Regions from separate parts of the Gossypium hirsutum genome. Here region 1 is linked to region 2. The links are chromatin contacts, called in public Hi-C maps. All regions are on one chromosome and are shown on one strand. Each heading gives the region's core, a stretch centred on a gene start, on an enhancer-like site or on the middle of the called end of the contact. The rest is flanking DNA. Distances are from core to core; before and after follow the strand shown. Region 1 holds the start of LOC107949027 (transcription termination factor MTERF4, chloroplastic). Region 2 has its middle 24 kb from the start of LOC107949048.

Region 1 (3,468 bases), core at 589-3,088, 140 kb before region 2:
TTTCACCATAGAAGTGTTGCTAAGGCTCACAATCTGAGGCATTTTCTCCACAACGGTCCCAAAATCCTCAGGTTCCAAATCAATAATTGATTGAATCAAACTCCTTTGACCAAGAAGCTTCGGCTTTAGATCAATTCCTATAATTTCAGGATATTGTGCTACTATAGATGGAAGAGATGCTTTTCTGACATTGAACTCTAGAAGGGATGCAAGATTTGGTTTGACCCTCTCCTCCAATCCAAACCCAAGGATGTGAGGTCGCTTCTCTATCAATCTAGCTATAGCTAACCTAGGAATACCCAAACCTTCAAGATACTCCACAAATGGCTTTATCACACGGCCCACTCGCATCCCAAGAATCTCAGGGTATTTGGTTAAGACCCCTCCAACTTCCCTTCTTGACACTCCAATGCCGACTAAATAAGCCACTGATGTGCTCATTGTCCCCTCAAGCTTGAATCCCAGTACTTCTGGATATTTCTCAAGGACCCGAGGAATATCATTAGGCTTAATATCCAACCCTTGAAGATACTTTACAACTGGGGCAAGGTCAACCACAACACTTGCATGGAGAACTTGTGGATATCTTCTCAAAAACTCAGTGAAAGTGGATTTTCTAACACCCAATTTCCCCAAATAATCAAGCACGGGAATCATGTTCTTTTTCACACTACAACCGAGGACCAGTGGATAATTGTCGATGTCTTCAATAGTAAGCCCCAAATTATGAAGAAAATCAATCCGTTCCTGCATAACCTCAACAGTTACAGGAAGTTCTAACCCATCTAGCTCATCAGGAATAATACCAAGTACCCTCAAAAACTCATAAACCTTAGCGCGATTTGCTATCCTCTCTTTCTTCATGTTCGACAAACTAGGACGACTATACAAGGATGAGGGTTTGACTTGTTTCCGGCTCAAATGAACAGTATTTGACTTCGATGAAGATGAACTCACAGATGTAGAAGCACCAGTTCTACCAGCAACATTGCAATGAAACCTAGTAACCGATCCAGAAGTCCTCTCATAGTTACTTGGGAATCTAAGGGTTGATGTCCATGTTAACTTGGTTTTATGGAAGGTAAGTGCGGGTAACTCAGAATGTACAAGCAGAAGACTTGGTTTTGTAATGCCAACACAGCTTCTGATCTTCATAATCTCACAGTTCTCAGGATATTAAATATTCTACAAAAAAACCGCAGACCAAATGAATTAAAGGTTGTAAGAAGCAATCATTTCCGGAAAAGGTCTTTTAGATGTTTAGAAGAAAATGACCTTATATAATGAGAACTCTATAAAGGAAGCATTTTTACTAGAAAAAAATTAAACAAAATCTGTACTTTCAGAGCTAGAATAAGGTGATGCTCAGAAGCTAAAACGCTAAAATGGCAATTAGGCGCATTTCAGTACCCAGACTCCAATATCAAAGATAAAGGTAAAGTAGACCCAAGGAGAAGAAGTAGAAGCTAAAGAAGATACTTTTCTCGAATTAAGGATTCTGAAAATTAGATAATCACCCAAATTTCACAATTCATTAATTCTCTTACTGCAATATCAATTTGTTTTCCCACTTTCAGTAAAGATCTTACTCCAATATCCGAAGAATTAACAAACAGTGAAACAAAAATTACCAGGAAAGGAAGAGTAACCGACTCAGAGCTTTAGAAGGAGACGAGAGTTGTCGGTTTCCGGTGGCCGAAGAAGGGAGGAACGGTGTGGCTGCAGCCAAAGTAAGGCCCTGGGTTGCGAACTTGGAAGCAAGGCAGGTGCTACTAGTAGATTTTTTCCTCTAACATTTATCTATTTGCCTTTATCTACGTTGTGGGTTTCTTTCTAAAATTTTTGGACTAGGCTTTTATTTCTCTGAAAATCTATTTTGGATTTATTGTAGGCCTTTTTGGTCTGATTACTTCAATCTGCATTGAACTGGGTTTTCATCGTGATTTTTAGGCTTTTTCACGTGAATATTATTAAAAAAAAATTAATACCAAATCAGTATGTCAATATGATTAAATATCAAAATGGTATATTTGGAGCGGTGCCTTTCTTATAGGCAGCACTATCATTTTTTTAATAAAATTTATCTTTTATTTTTTTTAAAATATTATTTTATTAGTATTACCATTTACATAAGCGGCCAACTTGTAGAAAATTTTTGAATTTAGTATGCGCCCGTGTACAAATATAAAATTAGTACAAGGAGATAATGTCTATCTGATAGGCAGCACCAGTGGTCTAATTTTTAGGGCCCTATTTAATGGTCCCAGTAAAGAAGAGAATGAGGATTAAAAATAAAATAGCAGAAGAGAAGGAAGGATAAAGTATTTTTATTTTTATTTTTTAAATAGAATAGATTATGATGAGGATAAATTATTTTGTTAGTATTGTGTAGTTTGTTTATGGTTATTTTTATGTTTTTAATTTATTTTAAAATTATTTTATTAGTTACTATTATAAATTATTTGTTTAGTTTAATGTTTATTGTGATTTGTTAGGTTATGAATGTAAATTTTTATTAATTTTGTTAGTAAGTTTTGTGATTAGGTTAATTGCTTGTTTAGAGTTTATTATGATTTGTTAGGTTATGAATGTAATTTTTATTTTTTTAATTTATTTGAAAGTTATTTTGTTAGTAACTATTATAAATTAATTATTAGTTAGTGATGACACCAAAGGAAAATAGATAAAAACTAAAAATCAAGAAAAAAATTATTTTTTGTCACAGATATTGGTAGAAATGGTAATAAATATGATATTATCTGATGAGATAACAACTTTAGCACAAAGAGAGAAAGTTGATAAGATGATGAGAGAATTGCAAGATTACAGAATGAACCCAAAAGAAGACATCGTTTAACACCTTATTACCGTAAATCAAAAGATGCAAGAAGTGTTACGTAAGGGTCATGAACTGATTAGAAAGAATAAAGTGCAATATTTGACCCTTAGAGAGGCATTAATAGAACGAGAGCATCAAATTATTTTAGACCAACTTTGGAAGACATTGGTACCACGAACCTATTGGAATATAGTTATACACTTCGTGAAGTTTATAATCTTTTATGTAGCAAGGAAAATAGTAAGATAAAATTTAGGTTCGCGAAAATTGACTAGGAAGCAAAATGTTTTTGACATGTCATGGATGGATAAATTAGTTGTTAGGAAATTATCAAGAGAATTTATAAATTCAATACCCGTTATAAAGTTGAAGAGGAAGAAGATCTTGAGGAATTTCCAAATTGGACTGTAGAAGATGAATTTGAAGAGAATTCAGAATTTAATATAAAAGAATTTCCCAGAAGAAGATACAGAATCGAAGATGGAAGAAAACGTAGAAATGAGTTTAAGTGGTTAAATGTTAGAGAGTAGAGAATTTGAAAAAAAAAGAGTAATTATGGTTGTACATGTACGAAATGAGAACTGAAAAAGTCTAAGCTTATGAATGAAAAATTTTGCATATTGTTATAA
Region 2 (3,144 bases), core at 196-2,695:
TGTCAATGTGAGTTAACAGTACATTATAAAGTTTCCCCTGAGTTTGTACCGTCCATGAAAATAGCACGTCAATTGGACTTCAACTGTCTGCCTATGTATGAAACCTCAATTCTATCACATCACATTACCCACTTTTGCTTCGGTCTCTTTGGATTCAAAATTAAATTAGCTTCTATTTCACACACCCATACATGTACACATTTTTGAAGATGAGTTTATTTTATTATACAAAATTAAATAATTTTATATTTTTAGATTAACTACGTTTAGTAAAGAGTGAGAGAGTCTGCTGAAATAAAAATTTTACCAAAGTTTTCAATATATATAATTCTTTATTTACGGTGTTTGTGATTTATTTGAAGTTTTTAAAGCGAAAAGATTCTAACATTTTCAAATATTTATAATATTTTAATAACTGTAAATGAATATGTGTAATTAATCAAAAGATAATCATTGGTCAAAAGTTATATTATTTGATTTTCGAAAAATAATTATAACTGTTCAAGCAATATTGCTTGAATAGTTATAAAATTAAATGAATAATTATTATTTTTATTTAATCAATAAAGACACTTATTCAAAGATGTCTTTACGAAGAGACATGAAAATTCCAATAAATAGGAATGAAATTTCATTTGGAGATCACACCTACAAGTTCCAAAAGTTCTTCCTATCCTTACTCATTTATAATATTATTAGATTGTTCTATAAAGAGTTACTTTATAAATTCTTTGTAGAAATTAAGTTCCTTGTTATACATTGCTTAGTCCTTAGTGGAGTATTCTCGTCAGTACAAAACGCATATAGTCATTGGCTTCATTGTATTCTCGAGGTTAATTTGCTTGAAATTCATTTGCACACTGAAGATAGGTGGGAGCAAATATAACCTTAAAGATAGTGGCTTGCTACATGCTTTGGAGCTTTATCCTATTTCTTCTTTTTCTGTTTAAGTTTCGTTTGGATGTTCGAGATTTTTTTCACCGAAGTTTTTGTACTAACATATTTTATATCAATCAAGTGCTATGGTTAGAGGTTAAATGTTTATCATTTTATTGCTTCCCTATATGATTTATGATCTTGGGACTATTGTTGAAAAAGTTGGCGTTAGATTTTCGACTTTTATATATTTATGCTGTTTTCGAATTCATGATTATTTATTTATTCAGATAATCATTTTAACAAAATTATAATTTGATATAATTTTAATAATTTCATAAAACTAATTTAAACTTCTTTTTCTATTTTCTTTTTATTGGTGGAGTTGGGTTTGAATTTAAATATATTGCTTTTAATTATAGGACGTTGGCATTGAAACTCGAAAACTCTAACATCATGATTCAGAGGCTTCTCAAATGGTTGGTAGTTGAATACTGGGGTGAGGCTGTGGTTTAAAAGAAGGGTTGAGGCCTGAATGACGCAGTCCAGGCCTACATAGAGTTAGAAATTTGGACAATATAATAAATGGCTGCCACCCAAATCCAAGAATGTTGTTCTGTATATACCCTTAGGCCCATTCTGTTACTCTTCATCTTGCATTCAACATTGTATTAGACATCTGTGTCTTAATGCATTTCTTTTATATAATTTTAGTATCATTTTTATTTTCTAATGTATATTTTCAATCATGTGGCTGCTTTATTAAAAAAATATTTTTTTTCTTAAAAGCATCTAAAATTATTAAAGGTAACTTTTGCGAAACTTGAATGTTTTTCAAATAAACTATTTAAAAATGTAATATCCATGCTAAAAATGCATAATATGAGGAGCTTCTATACAAATTTATCTTCATTTGATCCCCTATGTTTTCCATAAGAGTAAAAGATCATAAACAAAGGTAAAAGAGGAAAGCATGCGTATAATTATTAAACCAATGATAAGTAGAATAGAAAAGTTGATGGGGATGTATATATTGAGTGAGAAACATACATACAACAATAACAATGAGATAGAATCATAGAAAGAGACCATTGTTACACACATGAATCAACTGAATTAAGGCACACACAAAACAATATAATCAATGTTTATTTATCTTACCTTTTTAGTTTGGTACATATATAGGATAGAATCTCCACCTTGTTCATGTCAAATTTGAATCACTTGAAGAAAGACTCACTTCTATCCTTGCTGCTCAAGGTGCTCTTGATCTTCCTTTTAGTCTGCTTTATGTAATCCGAGAATTGATGATCCTTTCGACCACTACCATGTCCATGTCCATGTCCACCCACTTTCTGGGAAATCTCACCGTTGTCCGGCTCCGGTGACGTGATCTTCCGCCTTGTTTCATGGATAAATTTAGCAAATATATCATCGTGGTTTTGGACTTGGCTTTTCCCATTACCCTTTGCTACACTAGGCTTCAACTTACTTCCTCCCAGTTGATGAGCATTACCAGCTGAAACAACTGGTTTTGGTTTCTCGGTTGGTGGGGCGGTGGTATAGTCGAACTTGATGGGAACTTCCGATCCTTGTTTACTCGAAGGTTTGGGTGGCTGTGGTGAATTTCGAGCTGTTGAAGATGGTGTTTGTTGGCGGTTGGAGATGCGACGAATTGTAGTGAAAGCAGGACCCAAAGTGATTGACCTAAAGATCTTCTCAAACACAACTTTGGGGCAACTGCTTTGATTCTTTTCCATTGATATGATAAGAAATGGACAATTCTTTTTACTAGGGTTTTTTTGGTGATGGAATGGCAAGAGATGCTTGTTTAAGATAGCTGAGCAAACACACCAGTTTTATACTTAGCCGAAAGCTTAATAAATCCACTTAGGAAAGTGGGAAAGAATTATCATATTACTTTAAAACCAGGTAGCGTATAATATTATATCAATTACCGTGTATCATGTGCAAAACAAAGCTAGGCTTAATGTGCTAAAATTGAAAAATTTAGACGGCAAGTTTAGGTTATGATTCTTAATTAATAATGCCTCATGTTAAAAAGGGATCACTTTTGTCATATTTTTCAAACTGATGCCATAGATCAAGATTCCAGGATCAAATTCCCTTCTTTTTCCCTATCCCCATAAACCAGAATCTAAACCAAAAAAGCACAGCTTACAAAGTGCAAATCATTTCTCTCTCTCTCTCTTTTTTTTTTTTGACAAACCAATACATTCATAGCTGTTCTTCATGATGAAAGGGAGA

The links. Hi-C and Micro-C count contacts between places; a contact is called where the count stands out from the background.
Region 1: a contact with region 2 is called in a Hi-C map of leaf, with 3 times the contacts expected there. The contact joins the promoter of LOC107949027 here to the enhancer-like site in region 2. A contact is called at or near these places in 3 of 34 Hi-C or Micro-C datasets (fibers and leaf).

Annotation. Positions count from the first base shown.
Region 1 is chrA08:13,682,877-13,686,344 of Gossypium_hirsutum_v2.1, reverse strand. LOC107949027 (transcription termination factor MTERF4, chloroplastic) reads right to left here and starts at 1,838. Exons shown (of 3, transcript XR_001697618.2): 1 at 1,632-1,838; 2 at 1-1,185.
Region 2 is chrA08:13,547,067-13,550,210 of Gossypium_hirsutum_v2.1, reverse strand. No RefSeq gene overlaps it. Among protein-coding and RNA genes, the nearest start is that of LOC107949048, 24 kb to the left of the region's middle. Within about 2 kb of position 1,445, at least 2 of the 9 cell types and tissues checked have an H3K27ac peak or open chromatin away from gene starts, as enhancers often do. A contact at or near this core is called in leaf, where this site is marked.